Linked DNA regions of Mus musculus: region 1 is linked to region 2. Evidence: chromatin contacts called from public HiChIP or PLAC-seq data. All regions are on one chromosome and are shown on one strand. The core of a region is the stretch at or near the end of the contact, and the rest is flanking DNA. Distances in the headings are between cores, read along the strand shown.

Evidence for each region. HiChIP or PLAC-seq counts read pairs in DNA pulled down with a chosen protein or histone mark.
Region 1: a contact with region 2 is called in an H3K27ac HiChIP or PLAC-seq map of large pre-B cells, with 5 times the contacts expected there. The contact joins two enhancer-like sites.

Annotation. Positions count from the first base shown.
Region 1 is chr11:21,398,644-21,402,900 of GRCm38.p6, reverse strand. No RefSeq gene overlaps it. Among named protein-coding and RNA genes, the nearest start is that of Ugp2, 30 kb to the right of the region's middle. Within about 2 kb of position 2,015, at least 52 of the 459 cell types and tissues checked have an H3K27ac peak or open chromatin away from gene starts, as enhancers often do.
Region 2 is chr11:20,461,100-20,465,131 of GRCm38.p6, reverse strand. No RefSeq gene overlaps it. Among named protein-coding and RNA genes, the nearest start is that of Gm39607, 6.4 kb to the left of the region's middle. Within about 2 kb of position 1,606, at least 74 of the 459 cell types and tissues checked have an H3K27ac peak or open chromatin away from gene starts, as enhancers often do.

The sequences.
Region 1 (4,257 bases), core at 766-3,265, 940 kb before region 2:
AACAACAACAAAAAAACGACCACATAATTAATAATAACCCTAGGGGTTCCCAATAAACTAAAGAAATAATCTGTTTAACCATTTCTAAGAAATGCCATTCACTGTAACTCCTTAGATTTCCTTCCTTCCTTGCTTTTATCTCATGGGCACTATTTAGTGAGGAAATATTTGCTAAGGTTAAAGAAAGCACTGTGCTGTGCCCAGAGTTAAAGAGTACCTAATTTATGAGGATTTCCTTATAGAATGCCATGCAGATGCACACATGTCAATATAGGCAGAAGGCTTTAGTCCATATGCACACAGCTCTGCTGAAGATGGACCTATCAGGACAGACTGGTGGTAGGGAAGCCAGGAGATGGATGGATTCTTTTTTGTTCGTTTCTTTGTTTATTTTTATTGAGGAATGACATTTAACTTCCATGCCAGTGGAATGGTCACTATTGGCTATTCTCACATGAGACAAATATATCAAATTTAGCATAAATAACAGTTGCAAATACTAATGAAGTATCAGAACAAAAGAAATGACAGAATGGAGTCAAATTGTCTGTTGTCTATCTGTCTGCTTGGTGATTTGTTGCTGGGGGCTGAACCCAGGTTCTCTTAGGCTAGGCAAGTATTCCACTAGCATAAAGATACTGTCTCAGCCCACTTGGTAGCTAGTGTCTTGGGAAACAAAAATGAAGATACTTATTTCTTCAAAAATAAGAAAGATTTTAAGTTGTTTCTCTTAAAAATTTGATCTTTTCAACTGATAGAAAATATTTCTGAAACTGCTATGTAGATTGACAGGAACATTTACAGGAATTTTTGCCAAAATTAAAAACTTATTTATGGGTAATTACTGCTAAAAATATATTTAGCTATATTTTGCATTAAGTCATTTAGAACTGGGGAATTCAGAGATCATAACGCAAAAAAAGTATAGCTATAAAGCCTTATGTATTAATAGCTAGAGCAACTTTGTTCATGGCAGGCCCCAAATAGGATGCTTATTAATAGACAACTAAAACAACTTAAGTTCCACAGTAACTTGAATAAATGTATTCCTCCTAAAAGATGTATTCATTTGGAACCTATAAATGTGACCTTATTTGGAAAAGGATATTTGTAGATACAATTAGGGATCTTGGGACAATATTGTTATTAGGGTAGACAGTAAGTCCAGTGACATCGGCTACATATAAAAAACAAAACAAAAGGACAGAAAACAAGGAAGTAGGGAGAGATTATAGTCCTGCTGTCATAGCCAAGACACACCTGGGCCACCAGAAACTGGAAGAAATGACCAGTAGGCATCACTGTTAATTCAATGTCTCTCTTCAAATAAAGCAAGCAAAAAAAAAAAAAATGATCACTGAGCATGGTCACTTTAAAAATATCATGCTTCTTCATGTATCATATGTTAAAACTGAAAAATCTCCCAAGTGGAACATTAAATAATACATAAGAAAACTGAGTCAGAGTGACTAAGCAGTTTTATAGAACCATGGGCTGCAGGTTAGACACATCTGAGAGTGTAAACCTTGCCCATTATAATCTCGTATATGCAGATACTGTTTTGAACACGTGATATGTGGAACATGATGTTCAGGAGTGTGCCCACCTCCACATGGGAACATCATTCTTTCTTCCCAAATGAAGATACATGATTTTCTCGAATGAAAACCCTTACTGTCTTTATTTGGAGAGAGGCATTGCTCAAAAATTTATCCCCACCGGGCAGTGGTGGTGCATGCCTTTAATCCCAGCACCCGGGAGGCAGAGGCAGGTGGATTTCTGAGTTCGAGGTCAGCCTGATCTACAGAGTGAGTTCCAGGACAGCCAGGGCTACACAGAGAAACCCTGTCTCGAAAAAAGAAAAAAGAAAAAAAAAGAAAGAAAACTTATCCCCAATATTCTCATTGCTTGCACAACAAGCAATAAAAAATATTTCTTCTCTCTTTTGCCTTTTGATTGTGCCTATCACCCTTATGCTAATCATGAGGTAAACCCACTCACTGTGTATGGTTAAAATCCCAAGAGACTATACATTAGAGTATCATGTGGGCCTAGAATACGTGGTTGTATTCTTGAATCAGCCAAGCAGAGAATGCTTCATAGTTGGATAATTTAGGGACTCTGGGGTAGGAGTCTCTGACACCAGAAAGCCAAGGTTATCAGTCAGAAAGGTTTTCTATTGCCCTTAGAATAAAATCCTGAGTCTCCAAAGAGCCCCCCGAGCTCTGATAGTGAGGACCAACCCTCTCTTAGCCCTTTCTCTCCCATAGCTTCCTTTAACAGGAAGGATGTTGGCTTTTAGAAAGATTCTTCTAGCTGCAGTCTGGGAGCCTGGAGATAAAGAGAAGCCATCAGGATAACTTAGGCAATAAATACTTTGCCAAATTCCTGAACTAGGAAAGTGATAGAATGAATAAATCAATTCCAGGAAAAATGTTTATGGGAACTCAGTGCCACACTATACAGCAATAAAAATGAATGACAGCAGACAGCATTAATGAATGTTTCAAAGCAGTGCTGTCTGAACAGAAGCAGGGCACAGAAGTCCATGCACAGTATGACTTCTTTCTGATGAAGTTCAAAGCATGGAAAGGATACAACAAAGCCAATGGCTTGAGAATAATTATCAAGGCAAGGACAAACAAGCGATTATCCCAGGAGTCCAGTTTATGGTCACCTTCACAGAGAAGAGGCATTTGGGGGCATCTGGTTGCTGCTATGGGGGGGTGGTAACTATGTATGTTAGCTGGGCACTAAAATATATAGAAGTGATCTTTGATATCTCTCTCTCTCTCTCCACACACACACACACACACACACACACACATATCCATACTAAGTGTTTTCCTTATGTGTTCTCTGTAATGTTTTATCACAATTTAAAACAAAGTCCAAATATACATTGTTCTACAGAAACAGTTGGCATATACTTAAGAGCAAATGAGAATATGAAGTGCAAGACAAAAGACTTGGAATTAAATAGTCCACAGTTCAAATTGTGATTCTGTTACTTGGTGAACTGGCTTTGAACAAATTATTTAACTTCTTTAGGTCTCCAGTTTTATTAGCAAAACTAATAGAGCTGTTGTTGGGATTAAAGTGATTACCTATCTATTTTTCACCCCTTTCTCACTGATTGGTCAGTCAGTGGATCTCCCTAAAATTGCTAAACTCATAGCACACATTTTGACTTTCTGTACTTTACAAATGACTGTGTGGATTGCTATATCCTGACAGGCCAGGTGGCTTATGTCTCTAACACTGATCAATCAGCCAAGCAGACGATGTTTCAGAGCCCAGGGATTCCCAGGCCTGTCTCACGGTCTTGGCGGCTTCATTAGAATACAGCATGCTAGGTCCCATTTTCAGAGATCTGACTCACAGGCTTGCAGTTACAATTCAAAAATTGCATTTCTCACAAGTGAGAACAAGTTCCCAGGTGATGTCATTTCTGCTGGCTGGGACAACATTTCAAGAAGTACTAATTCACTGAAAATTGAACAAGTTGGAAAATCAGGTGCCTCAGTGAGACAGGAAATTGTTCTCCAGCTTTCCATGCACAGGAGAGAGACTGTTTTTCCAGGCACTCAGGATAAGAGAGAGGCCGAGCCCCTTATAATGGGCTGAGTGTTCTCACACCTACTTTCTCCTGCAGACAGCTCATGTCTGTCCTCTGACACATGGATTGCTTCAAGGGGTCTCTGAGCGCTGTGTTTAGTCCCTGAATTGTTCCAGCAAGGAACTCAGTAATGCCTATGAGAGTTAAGAGAGACTTTCAAAAGAATAATGCCTGAGATACTCAGAGCAGTTAGTTCACAGTTAGCTGCTTCTGTTATAACTTGAACTTTCTTTGAGAAGGTGTCTGTGAATATGAGACGCTACCTCACAACAGAACATGAGACGGTCATGGAATAAGCATATCTGTCCGGAAGGTTAACAGCTTAGGAAAGATGGAACACTTTAATGTTTATAAATATTAAATTTTATGTATATTTATAAATTTCAAGATCATGACCTAAGGCAAAATAAAGTAATTTTATAAAAACAGAACCAAAATTAAGTAGTTTTATAAAACAATCCTGGAGATGGAGCATATAAGTTTCTGGAGCACCTTTTGGGAAACTGAGTTGTGACAGTTTGAAATCTAGCTAGACAGCATTCCAAATGTCAGCAGCGAGCTGGCACGTAGAGGCCGGCTTCTGTGAACAGGCAGCGAGCACATGCCGAGCTTATGACGTGCTTGGCTCTCATTCTTTA
Region 2 (4,032 bases), core at 357-2,856:
AAAAGAGAGGAAGACAGCAAAATGGAACAAAGTGGTCAGCAGTGTGCAAACAATCTGTGCTTTGCAGCAAACTTCCTGCAGTGGAGGGCCGTAGTGGAGGCTGGCCACTGAGAGGCGCCTGCAGGTAGAGCCTCCCCCAAAGGAGCCTGTAGGTAGACCCTCCCCCCAAAGGAGCCTGTAGGTAGAGCCTCCCCCAAAGGAGCCTGTAGGTAGACCCTCCACCCCCACCCCCACCCCAGGCAGCCCATGTCTCCCAGGCTGGCCTTGAGAGGGCTTCCAGGCCTTGGCTGAGAAGCCTGTATGGGTCTGGCTGCTTCCTCTTTCTCTGCTACCCCGTGGCCACCTGTGTCTGGTTCGCTCCGCCTCAGTGAGAACCAGGAAAGCCTAGAGACTGAGAAGAGGGCTGACTTCCCAGAACCTCAGGGGTAGAGAGGGGAGGGGTGAGGACATCTTGAACGGGAGCTGCCATTAGCTGAAGAAACGTTCTGTCTTGTGCCTCGCTGTCCTGGTCAGCTCCCAGGATAGGCCGCGCAGCAGGTACTACTTCTGCTTGTCCTCATGGGAAGGGCAGGGTTATTCGCAGACTGGTTAAGGCCTGCCAGGCAAGGACTCTACCTCAAGCTGCTTCAAGGGCCTGTGGTGGTTCGTATTGACTGCCAACTTGACAGAATTGAAGACATCTTGGACAACATCTAGACATTTTTGTGAAGGATTTCCTAGGTAAGTTTAGGTGAGAACACGTACCCTCATGTGGGCTGGGGTCCTGGATTGCATAAGAAGGAGACAGCAAGCTAAGCAAAGGCATCCATTGCTCTCCTTCCTGACTGTGGACGTGATGAGGCCCAGAAGTCTCCTACTGCCTGACCATCCTCGCTAGGTAGATGGTCTCCCCAGGAACTGTGGCCAAAGTTAACCCTCCCGCCCTTACGCTGCATCTGGTAGGTGTTTTGCCACAGCAAGGAGACAAGCAGCTACTCAAGAACATAGTACTCAGCGGACTCCAGGCACAGGGACTGTTGGGTCATGATCCCAGTAATTCACATTGGTGCTTTGTCACCGAGTCCTTGTGTGAGCATCCGTGGGTCCAGGGATCCCTTCTGAGCCCTTCCTCTCTAAAGCTAAAACACACTTCACACTGGCATGAAACCTCATGACTGTGGCTGGCTCACACGGTTCTAGGCCCGCGGTGAGGCAGAGTGTCGCTTTTGTTAGTTCTGTTCTCCACGGAACACATGGGGCATCTCCTTTTCTGGACTGTTTCTCCTGGGATACTGACCCAAGAAAGAACAGTAACAAGCAAGCGTTTACTCCTCTCTGCTGTGTAATTAGCCCTAAATTAAGCCACTCAGTGAGCTGGGATGCTGTTCTGTTGTTTAGGCTGGCTTCGAACTCCTGGACTCAAACAATCCTCTTGCCTCAGGCTCCTACGTAGCTGGGTTGTACACCACGGTGCCTTTTAGGAGTGGCCTGTGTTACATACAGTTTCTGTGTGTGACTGATTCCGGAACCCAGTTTGGCAGCTCTGGTTCAGAGACTCTTAGGAGCTGCAGGTATCTGACTTGACCTGAGGCTGAGCGTGGTACTTTCAAAGGACTGGCTGGTGGGTGGGGCTGGTGGGCGGGGCTGGTGGGCGGGGCTGGCGGGGTGGGGCTGGCTCTTAGTGCAAAGGCCCAGCTCCTAAAGCAGTGCTTCAGTGACTCAGGTTTAAGATTTCCATCAAAAGAGCATGATTGTGGGCCAGGTGCAGGGCAAGGGCAACAGAAGAGGAGGACGCAAGCACGGGAAACGGGAGGTGGGAGGAGGCACTGGGGGAATTGGGCTCGTGATCCCAAGAGGCAAGTGGCTTGGTGGGGACCCACAAAGGGCACTCAGCATGAAGGGATGGAGTAGAACCACTGTCACACCCAGTGAATTCCACAAGGGGGACAGAACTCTAACCCCAGGAGAATCTCAACCGTGTTCAATTGGAGATAGATCAAACATGATTGCCACCATCCTGACCTGATCTCTAAAACAGACAGCACCAGGAACGCATAGAGTGGTGGGTTCTGGAATGAAGGGACAGGAGCCTCTCCTCTCCCCTCCTCTCTTCTTTTTCTCCCTCCCTCCTCCTCCCCATATTTACAATACTGGGGAGTGAACACCCAGACTCCTACGTGCTTAAGCACTTCAGCACACAGTTACAGCCCCAGCCCAGTAATTTCTTCCCAGAGCAGGGTCACTGCATCTAAAGCCTGAGATAGAGCAGACATTTGAAGGTGGCTCTTGGCCCTCCTGAAGAACAGCTCATTCTAAAAGTGAGCGGCACCATTCCTGGACATGAGTTCTGGACTGCATTTAAAGGAGAACGCTAGTAGATCGTAGGTGTTCATCATTCTCGTCTCCTGTTTTAAGGGATGGCTTTGGCTCACAGTTCCAGGTTAGACCCTCCCTCATAGCAGGGAGGTGTGTGTACAGGATCCTGAGGGAACTAATCATGTCACATCTGTCACCAGGCAGGGGACACAAAGGGGCACACACATGCTCAGCTCTCTTTCTCATTTGTAACTAAAGCTTTATTCTACACAACTTGAAACACAGACTCTGACCCCTTTGCCATTGCAGACTGTCCATTGTTCTGGAAACTTATTACTGATTTTCTCTTTTTCTACTTATACAGCCCAGGTCCCACCCAAAATTAACTCAGAGCTTCCCACACTAATTAGTACAATCACAAGAACTTCCTAGAATGCTTAGAGGCCCAGCTCCCCAGTGGTTCCAGATTCTGTCAGGTTAACAATTAACACTAAGTTACCTAGCCAACTAGTAACCTTTCCTCTCTTGGGACAAAGGGCAACCAACCAGGCCAGGCCAGCTGAGGGTTACCTGCAGAAAAAGGGGCAGGAAGAAGGCTCATGGTAAAACTTTCTCCAGTGTTGTATCCACGAGGCAAGCATCGCTCTCCTGAGATGCCCCCAGCCCTCGTTCTAACAACTCCACCTCATGTAAAAACATTGATCTGAGCCAGGTATGGTGGCACATGCCTCTAGTTCCCTGAGTTGAGACCAGCCTGGCCTACAGAGTAAGTTTCAGGATAGCCAGGGTTACTCAGATAAACTCTGTCTTGAACCCCTGCCTCTCCCCCAAAACATATATCTGCATGTACAGGAAATGTGACAATCTCCCCTTCAGGGAGATAAGTGATAGGTGACCTTTGACCCCTTCTTTCTATTTTTTGCCCAAATTCCTTTGTGTAGAGAATGTTCTACTCATATTCAGAAGGAAGGTTTTTCTTTTCTTTCTATTATTCTTAAAAAGCTGTCATATATCCTTTTTATCTTTTTCTTCAAGATCTAGCAAAGAATGAGGAGGATTGCGCCACTGAGCCAATCCTCACACAGAACTCTTTTATTCTTTAATCTTAGAACCTTTTTTTTTTTTTTTGAGACAGCCCAGGCTGTCCTTGAACTCCTGATCCTCCTGCCTCTACCTCCTTAGTGGTAGGATTACAGACACAAGGCACCATGTCTAGTTTTTAGAGCTTTAAAAAAAGTATCCTCCCTCCACATGACAGGCAATATGGATAAAGGAACAGTCCTTTGTGTGTTCATAAGTTTTACCCATAATGTACTGCTGTGCAGCTTCCTTTGGGGTGAAGCTCCAGGCTCTGAGGGTGAAACTTCATGGGGAATGTGTGCCTAGCATATCTGAAGCCATGGGTACAACCCCTAGCACCAAAAAATAAACAAGATCTAAACCAGGTGGTGGTGGTGGTGCATGCCTTTAATCCCAGCACTCCGGAGGCAGAGACAGGCGAGCTCTGAGTTTGAGGCCAGCCTGGTCACAGAGTGAGTTCTAGAACAGCAAAGGCTACACAGAGAAACCCTGTCTTAGAACAAAGGAAAAAAAAATCTAACAAAGAATTAATCAAGCTACGTCCAACCTTACTTCAGGAGTCACTTCCTTCAGAGCATGGGAGAGGTATTAACCAATAACTCACACACCTCAGGTGGGCACTGGGCCTTGCAACCAAGCCCCCTGGAGTGCTGGAGA